Linked DNA regions of Hordeum vulgare: region 1 is linked to region 2. A link is a contact called in public Hi-C data. All regions are on one chromosome and are shown on one strand. Each heading gives the region's core, a stretch centred on a gene start, on an enhancer-like site or on the middle of the called end of the contact. The rest is flanking DNA. Distances are from core to core; before and after follow the strand shown. Region 1 holds the start of LOC123443104 (MADS-box transcription factor 3-like). Region 2 holds the start of LOC123443103.

Evidence for each region. Hi-C and Micro-C count contacts between places; a contact is called where the count stands out from the background.
Region 1: a Hi-C map of an unstated tissue shows a contact between it and region 2, with 6 times the contacts expected there. The contact joins the promoter of LOC123443104 here to the promoter of LOC123443103 in region 2. A contact is called at or near these places in 4 of 6 Hi-C or Micro-C datasets (leaf, seedling and an unstated tissue).

Annotation. Positions count from the first base shown.
Region 1 is chr3H:93,101,598-93,105,469 of MorexV3_pseudomolecules_assembly, forward strand. LOC123443104 (MADS-box transcription factor 3-like) reads left to right here and starts at 1,822. Exons shown (of 10, transcript XM_045119364.1): 1 at 1,822-1,982; 2 at 2,371-2,648. The coding sequence starts at 1,968.
Region 2 is chr3H:92,306,726-92,310,334 of MorexV3_pseudomolecules_assembly, forward strand. It overlaps LOC123443103, which reads left to right and starts at 2,348. Exons shown (of 3, transcript XM_045119362.1): 1 at 2,348-2,511; 2 at 2,605-3,037. The coding sequence starts at 2,486.

The DNA of each region.
Region 1 (3,872 bases), core at 572-3,071, 790 kb after region 2:
AAGCATATGATACATCGATCACATTATGTGGGGAGATGGTGTTGGGCAGCTAGCAAGCTAGGGCCCCATGCATGAGTGGGGCAACTGAATGGAGCACTGAGTAAATAGGAGGTTGCTGGGTTATACATATCTGCATCCTGTGTGGCAAACTGAAATGGAACAGTGCTTGTGCGGTGTCACATGGGGATAGGGCACGCATTGACTCGTCTCCATATGTCTGTCCATTCTGACCAGTAAAAAACTTGCTAGTCATATGGGACATTACTGAACAAAGTAAAATAATTAATATGGTCGTCAATTCCACCAAAATTCGGCAAACAGGAGCATGGCAAAGTGTTATATGTCGAGTGCTCGGCAAATAGTTTATGTATTTCAAAAATCTAAAGGCTAAAAATCTGACGTGACCTTTTTAGGCATGGCAAATTGAATGTTTTTCATGGCAATTTATATTGACGCGAGGAATACAAATTTAGTTGGCGTACACGGTAATTTCCTGGCAAAAAACGATCTTAGACGGATTTGTCATGCTCGCAAACTAAAGTTGCCACCCTCGATAAACATAATTTACCATAAAAACGTTCGACCTGCCATGCCTAAAACTCTCATTGTTTGTTGGATGTTCGGTTCCATTTCAAAAGGAATAAAAATACTATGTTTGCCGTCAGACGACACTCAACAAACTCCGCCATACCTTCACCGTGTCGTTCTGTGGTGGGTTGGGACACGTGGCATTGGCTTTGCCGGGTGTCACGGTTCATTGAGTGCCTTGCCTAGATTAGTTGACTGCCTTGTCTTTGTTGAGCGGCATATCCATGATTTGTCGAGCGTGGTTGTTCTGCTTTGTCTGAGTATCCCATGAAAAACCTCGAGCAAAAAACGACGCACTCGGTAGTCAATTAGTCACTGATTCCACTTTTTCGAAAAAAGAGGATAACCTCTGGCCTCTACATCAGCGTGGTGCATGTGTAGCCATATTATTAAGCAAAATATCTGCAAATACCTGTGGTCCAGTACATGCTCAGTGAGAGCTGAAATGAAAGTAACAAAAAATAGTGTAAAATGTCACAACCAATAAAAATAGGACCAGATGACTAAACAACTAGCCTATTATTGGACCTCCATCCAAATTGATTGTAAATATTCCGTACTATCATCTTTCATTAGATAGACCCAGTAACCAAAGACTCCTTGGCTTCTGCAGGTGTACGTAACGATCATGTACGGGATCCAAGTAGTAGCCTTGTAGATAACCTACAAAAAATTAATCCGAATGATTCCACTAACGTGCAAAGTAATTAAACGCAAGTTGTTTTGCTGAAGAACTGAATAAATCACATCCACCTGTTTCCTTCTAAAATCACATACATAGATATATTTATGAAAGGATCCCCTAGAAAAAGAGATATGTGAAAGGAAGAAACCCAAAACAATGTTTTGTTCTGCCGCTAACCGTTTGGGGTCCCGGAGGTTAAAAAAAATGCATCAAGTTTCGGGGGCAATTAACAAGTGTATACCTATACAAATTCCTTTCACTGAACGAAAATTGTGTGACAAGTCTAAAATAAATACAGAAAAATACGAGCACCAATGTGCCAGGTGAAGAACTTGAATCCTGTGGGTTGGTTCCGAGTATACTCCCAAGTTACAGAGTTTACATGCTGATTTTAAATAGTGTGGATATGGACAAACTTACACGAGGGAAGGGAGGAATTAGTAAACCTAAAAAGTGAAGTAAGAAAAAACAAACACCAAGAGCCATAGGAATTGGCCACATCATCTCCTGCTAACTGCATATCTTCGCCCCCTCTTCCCTCCCTCCCCACCACCTCCCTTTAATACCTCTCCTCCTCCTCCTCCTCGTCCTGCCTATCCCACACTACATTCCTCTTTTCCTCTCTGGATCTCTCCCTCCAGCCTGCTAGCTAGCTCACAGAGGGACGTAGAGAGATCCTCCTTCCGTAGCATCCATGATGAGCATGATGGTAATTTGCTTCTTCTTGGCCATGGTCTTTGGGAATATATATATAGCTTCCTTTATTTTCCTTTTGCACAATCTGTGTTCATGTATGTTGCGACTTGCGAGTAGAATCTGCCTGCTACACGGCGAGGATTTAACTAGAGAGGGAGAGGGGCAGGAAAGAGCGAGATACAGGGCCGAAGATCCCTCTGATCTTTGGAGATCACCACCACAAATTAAAAAAGGAAGAGAAAAAATAGCCGAGTTTCCTTTTGATGATACACAGCGGAAGAGCCTGCCCAACAATAAAGCTAGCTAGATAGCGCAGATGCCATGAGCAGTTCTTGATTTGTTCGATATGTTTCCAGCTTCCACTATTTGTTAATCTTTGTTCTGTCGTTTGGTTTTTTCAGGCCGATTTGAGCTGCGGAGCTTCCGGTGTGACCGTGAATGATCATCAGCTGACGGCTCCGGCTCCGGAGGAGTCGGCGGTGGCGGGGAGCGAGAAGATGGGGAGGGGCCGGATCGAGATCAAGCGCATCGAGAACACCACCAACCGGCAGGTCACCTTCTGCAAGCGCCGCAACGGCCTCCTCAAGAAGGCGTACGAGCTCTCGGTGCTCTGTGACGCCGAGGTCGCCCTCGTCGTCTTCTCCAGCCGCGGCCGCCTCTACGAGTACTCAAACAACAGGTACGACCAAGACCAGACAAACTGTCATCCCTCCCTCAGCTCTCTCAGGTTACACAAAGTGTATATGGATGGATGTGTGTATGCATACATGATACATCTACATGGCATATGTTTATAGCACCAAGAAAGGCATGCATATGCATAGCATAGCACGCACATACCTCAGATCCTACTACTACTGCCGTGTTTGTGTCTTCTTTTATTATTTATCCTCTCAGTTTCTTGTCCAAATTGGAGCAAGTTTGCTCCTGGCTTTCTTGGGGCAAAGAGTTGGGAAGGTCAAATGGGAGCTGCATCTTTTGTTACTCCCTTCCGTTATTAACTGTCTTGTTTATTCTGGTGTTGCTGAGGGGGAAAGAAATTGCAGCAGTTGTTTCTTTTGTGACTGAGGCAAGCATATGCAGCTTGCTGTGGTTCTTTGCTGCTTTCCTTTGTGCTCCTGTGAGGTGAGCTAGATGTGTAGATAGATCTAGGACAGTGCTTGCTCTGTGTGGTATGTGTGTGTACATGCCCTGAGCCTTTTCTCTTTCTTGTGACTGTGCGAGTGAGGGAGAACATGGTGGTCCTGCCCTTTCCTTGCTCCATTTACCATGTTTCCTTTCTCCACTCACAGGTCACAGCTGCCTCTGCCTCTGCCTCTGCCTGTGTGTGTAGGTTTGTGGAGAGGGGAAGGGAGGGCTGCTTTGGTAGCAGTAGATCTCTCACACCTCATGATCACAAAGATCACACGGCATCCATCCTTTGGCTCCCTGCTTGTTCCTCTTTCCCTTTGGTACCTTTGCTTATGTGTGGAGAGAAGCAGATCTAGGTATGAGGTTTTCTTTTTTTTGCGGGGTCCTTTTCTGTACTGGTTAGTATATAGTACATTAGTATATGTATGATGTTATCATTATGTGTCACTGTTAGTGTATGTGTGTTTGGTGAGGTAATTAACAAGGTATAGAGAGAGAGATGAAGGAACTGTGGTGAAATATTCCTTAATTTCTCTCTTTCAGATCCCAACTAATGAGTTGCTAGGGTTAGGGCTTCGTACCATGTGGCTCTTTCTCTCCCTCTCACGAGAGCACTTGATTCCTGACACCACCACTGTACTTCCTTCCAAGAGGAAATAGTAGTAACAGTGACGACCGAATAAAGAAATAGTAGCTACGAAGTAGAAATTTTGCAGGAAAGTACCTCCATAAACTAATATAAGAGCGCGTTTAGATCACTATTTTAGTTATC
Region 2 (3,609 bases), core at 1,098-3,597:
TGCCTATAAATGATTGAAGTGATTTGGAATCACGCATGCGAGAAAATTATAGTAGTGAGGCTAGCTATTTAGATATTGAAGAATCCTCATATTGAAGATGAGGATTCTCTTTTGAGCTCGTTATACTTGCGGATGATTCTCGGTATCCATACAATTAATCTTGATTAATATGAGGCTCTTCAATGCTCCAATGCAAATATCGGCTAGGAAGGTTCTAGTGCATCCAATGGTGCACACTTTGTCTGTACTATGGGCAGGGGCGGCCACAAAAATACAGAAATAAGGGGTTGAGCTTCGGATATTCAATTCAGATCTTGGAAGCATATGCTCCGTGTTTCATGGAAAATATATGCCAAGAAATATGAAAAACATAAACATGTTTATGTTCATATACAAATGCTATCTGCAATTTTTTTGGGAGGGGATGATTTAACCATTTCAATCTATGGGAAAAATCATTTTGAACGCCAATATTTTGGCAATTTAAGACCATTAAACTTTGATTTTCTTTTCATGGATGAAACACTGCTATTCCTTTTCGCATGAAAATTGTCAAGCACCCTTTGAATACTAATACGAACATCAACAAAACAAATCATATTTTTAAACATTTTACTATTTATATCGAATTTGTTGTTCATCCAAGAGCAAATGCTCCCCAGAGCTAAAGCAATTTGCCTTGGGCCTAGTTGTGCTAGGATTATTCATATTTTAATAGTTTTCTCAAAAGTTATGCATGTATACCCGTTTGAGAACTTGGGCTGGATTAGGATTATAGCCATCCTAGCCCAGGCTAGGCCCGGCAAAATATTAACCATTGTAATCATGTAACTTATCTTGTACCCCACTATTGGAAACAATCATGTGTATTGCGTTATTCGCTACTTGATCTTCACACACAACTGTTTTGAACTAAAATGAGGCAAGACTTGAACTTTCCCTTTGGTATTCTTTGGTCCCTATTACTTCTAAATTCGATTTCCCTTTCTATGATTAATTAAATTAATAAGTATACATTACATGGCGTTTAAGTGCCAGGGGATGATCCCATACGCATACTGGTAATTAGAGGAATTAGAAGGAGGGCACACCATGCAGACTGCGGAATTCATGGCCTTATGCAATGGACGTCGAATTACTGACTAGGGATGGAGGGAGATTTGTGAGGGTGAGACGCCGAGTCACACATGTATGCTAGCTACTTAGGCCGATCACATCGAGACAATGGCATGGGGGCGTCAAAGTCAAATTCGTGAAGAGAAAAATGTACAAATTTGGTAGGGATGTTTTTTAGTGGGCCTATGCCTTATGTACGAATTTGTCCCGAGGGGTAGATAAAAACCAGCTTAGGAACCTGAGGGAACTGAAGGTTTTTCGAAGGAAAAATTTGAGGCTAGGGGTTATCACGCCTAATGGGCTGAAGAGCTAGTACTTAGCGGGCCCTGCAAATTGGATGTTCTGTTTCATCGACAGGATGGGCCAAGCCTGGTTAGTGCCATCACATATCCCCAATTATAATATATATGTGTTCATATGAAGAATAACACAAAATCACCGTTTCTTGTGTTAGCGTGCGTAGTGTGCATGCCAACATATGTGGTTAACTGGACCATATAAGTTTTCGCACGTGTTCGAAAATTGAACTATAGTAGTAAACAGTAACGACACCTAGCGAACTATCATATTTACTCCTTTTAACTTTAGGATCAGCTTTTAAGCCTCTTTCTCAAACAAACAAATTGCAAAACTATACCGATTATGCGTTTGTGGATGAGCACAAAATACAAAAACATAGTCTAAGACACTACTAACACATGTAGCCAACCATCACATTTACACGTTTTAATTTAGGATTGCCTTTTTGAGCCTCATTTCCAAAACGAGCAAATAAAAAAAAAGAATAACCATGCATATAGCCCTATAAACAGCTAAGATTGTACTTTTGAAAGAAAACAGAAATTCACATGTGTTGCTTGAATGGGGTATAGGGGGGCTGAGTTGTGCGGCCCCACCGCGCAACAGTCGTTATCACATGATGACGCCCTCCGGCGAACCGAAGACCGTGATAGTGCAAGTTTACCTGCCATACAGACACAAAAATAAAATAAAGCAAAACAAATTGTCCGCTGTCCATCACCGGTCGCTGTCTGCAGCAGTAAATAGATATTGGCCACCGGGCACGACACCGATGCCAGCCAGGACATTAACTGCTGAAAAATCAATAAATTGTACCCAAAATAAGAGGTGGGAAGAGCGGGAAAAAAGTAAAATATTCGCATCGATCTCATCGAAGGCCACCTCGAATATTAAATACCATACGGTAATCGCCATCCTTTAAATACTTAGCTGCCTTTCCCTGCACCCACCCCTTTCCTCTCCCCTTCCTTCCTTCGAGTCTACTCCTTCTCCTCTCCCCCCAAATCACCAAACCCGGTGCGAAATCGGACGCAGATTTGCGCCGAGGAAGCGCGTAGACCCCGCGTCCATGGCCGCCGCCGCGTTCTCCATCAGGTTCGTGTTGAGGCACCGCGCCATCTCGTCGGTATTACGGTAGTTGTGTTTGTGTTTACCTTTTCCTGATCTCCGTCCGTGATCTGTCCGAAGGGAGTATGCGGCGAGCATGAGGGGCGGGACGGCAGCGGAGGGGCGGCGTCTCTTTGGAATCGAGGATCTCCCTCCTCTCAGGGCGCCGAGGTGCCGGTGGTGGGCGGACGAGGTCGCCTCCACCTTGGCAGCTGCAGCTCCTGCGGGGTCCCCGAGGAGGGCGCCAGCGAAGGCCAAGCCGCCGAAGAAGCGATCCCTTTCGGACCTCTTCGCCGCGTCACCTCCCTTGGCTCTGCCCCCTGCCAGTGATACCGGATGCAAAGAGCAAACGGAGGTCGACGGCGACGAGGCCCTGCGCGCGATCGCGAGGCGGGCCAAGGAGGAGAAGAAGCGAAAGAGGAAACGCCAAGAAGAGGACGAGACGGCGGTAGCGGCTGCCGCGCCGGAGAGCAGCGGAGGCCGAGAGCCCGAGGGGAATTTCGCTGGCAGAAAGGTACGTGGTCCAGCCCAACCCAAGTCTTCGCTGTGTGCCAATGCAATGATACCACGTCTGCTATTATTCCCACGTATTTTTATTTATTTTTACCTGCTAAGAATTGATGGAATGGTCGGTTCAGGTTTTGATTGATTTGCTGGACAGTAGGAAGATGGTTAGATGCTTGCTAGCTCCATGTTATTAGATTTTGGTTGTCTTATTACCACGCTATTAGTAGTATTTGCAGATAATGTGATTGCTATTTGTGGATACATTTTGTGTGGCCAATTAGTTGTGGTTCTATATACATGGGACCGACGCATGGCCTCGCAGGATATTTTATGCAACGATTCTGTATAGATGTGCCGATCCCAGTTCCAAATCTGCATAGTTAGTCCGTCAATTGCTGGCAGGTGCATGACGATTTTCTGGCAAAGCCTATACGGGGCTTGTGCTAACTGCTAAAATTAGAACGATCATTGTGTTTTCTTGGTACATTTGCTACTTCTTTACTATCTATATGTGGAAATATTGTTATTGCATGCTTAATTTGTGGACTTTGGTCGATTAGTCCAAGTCAGGGAAAGTGA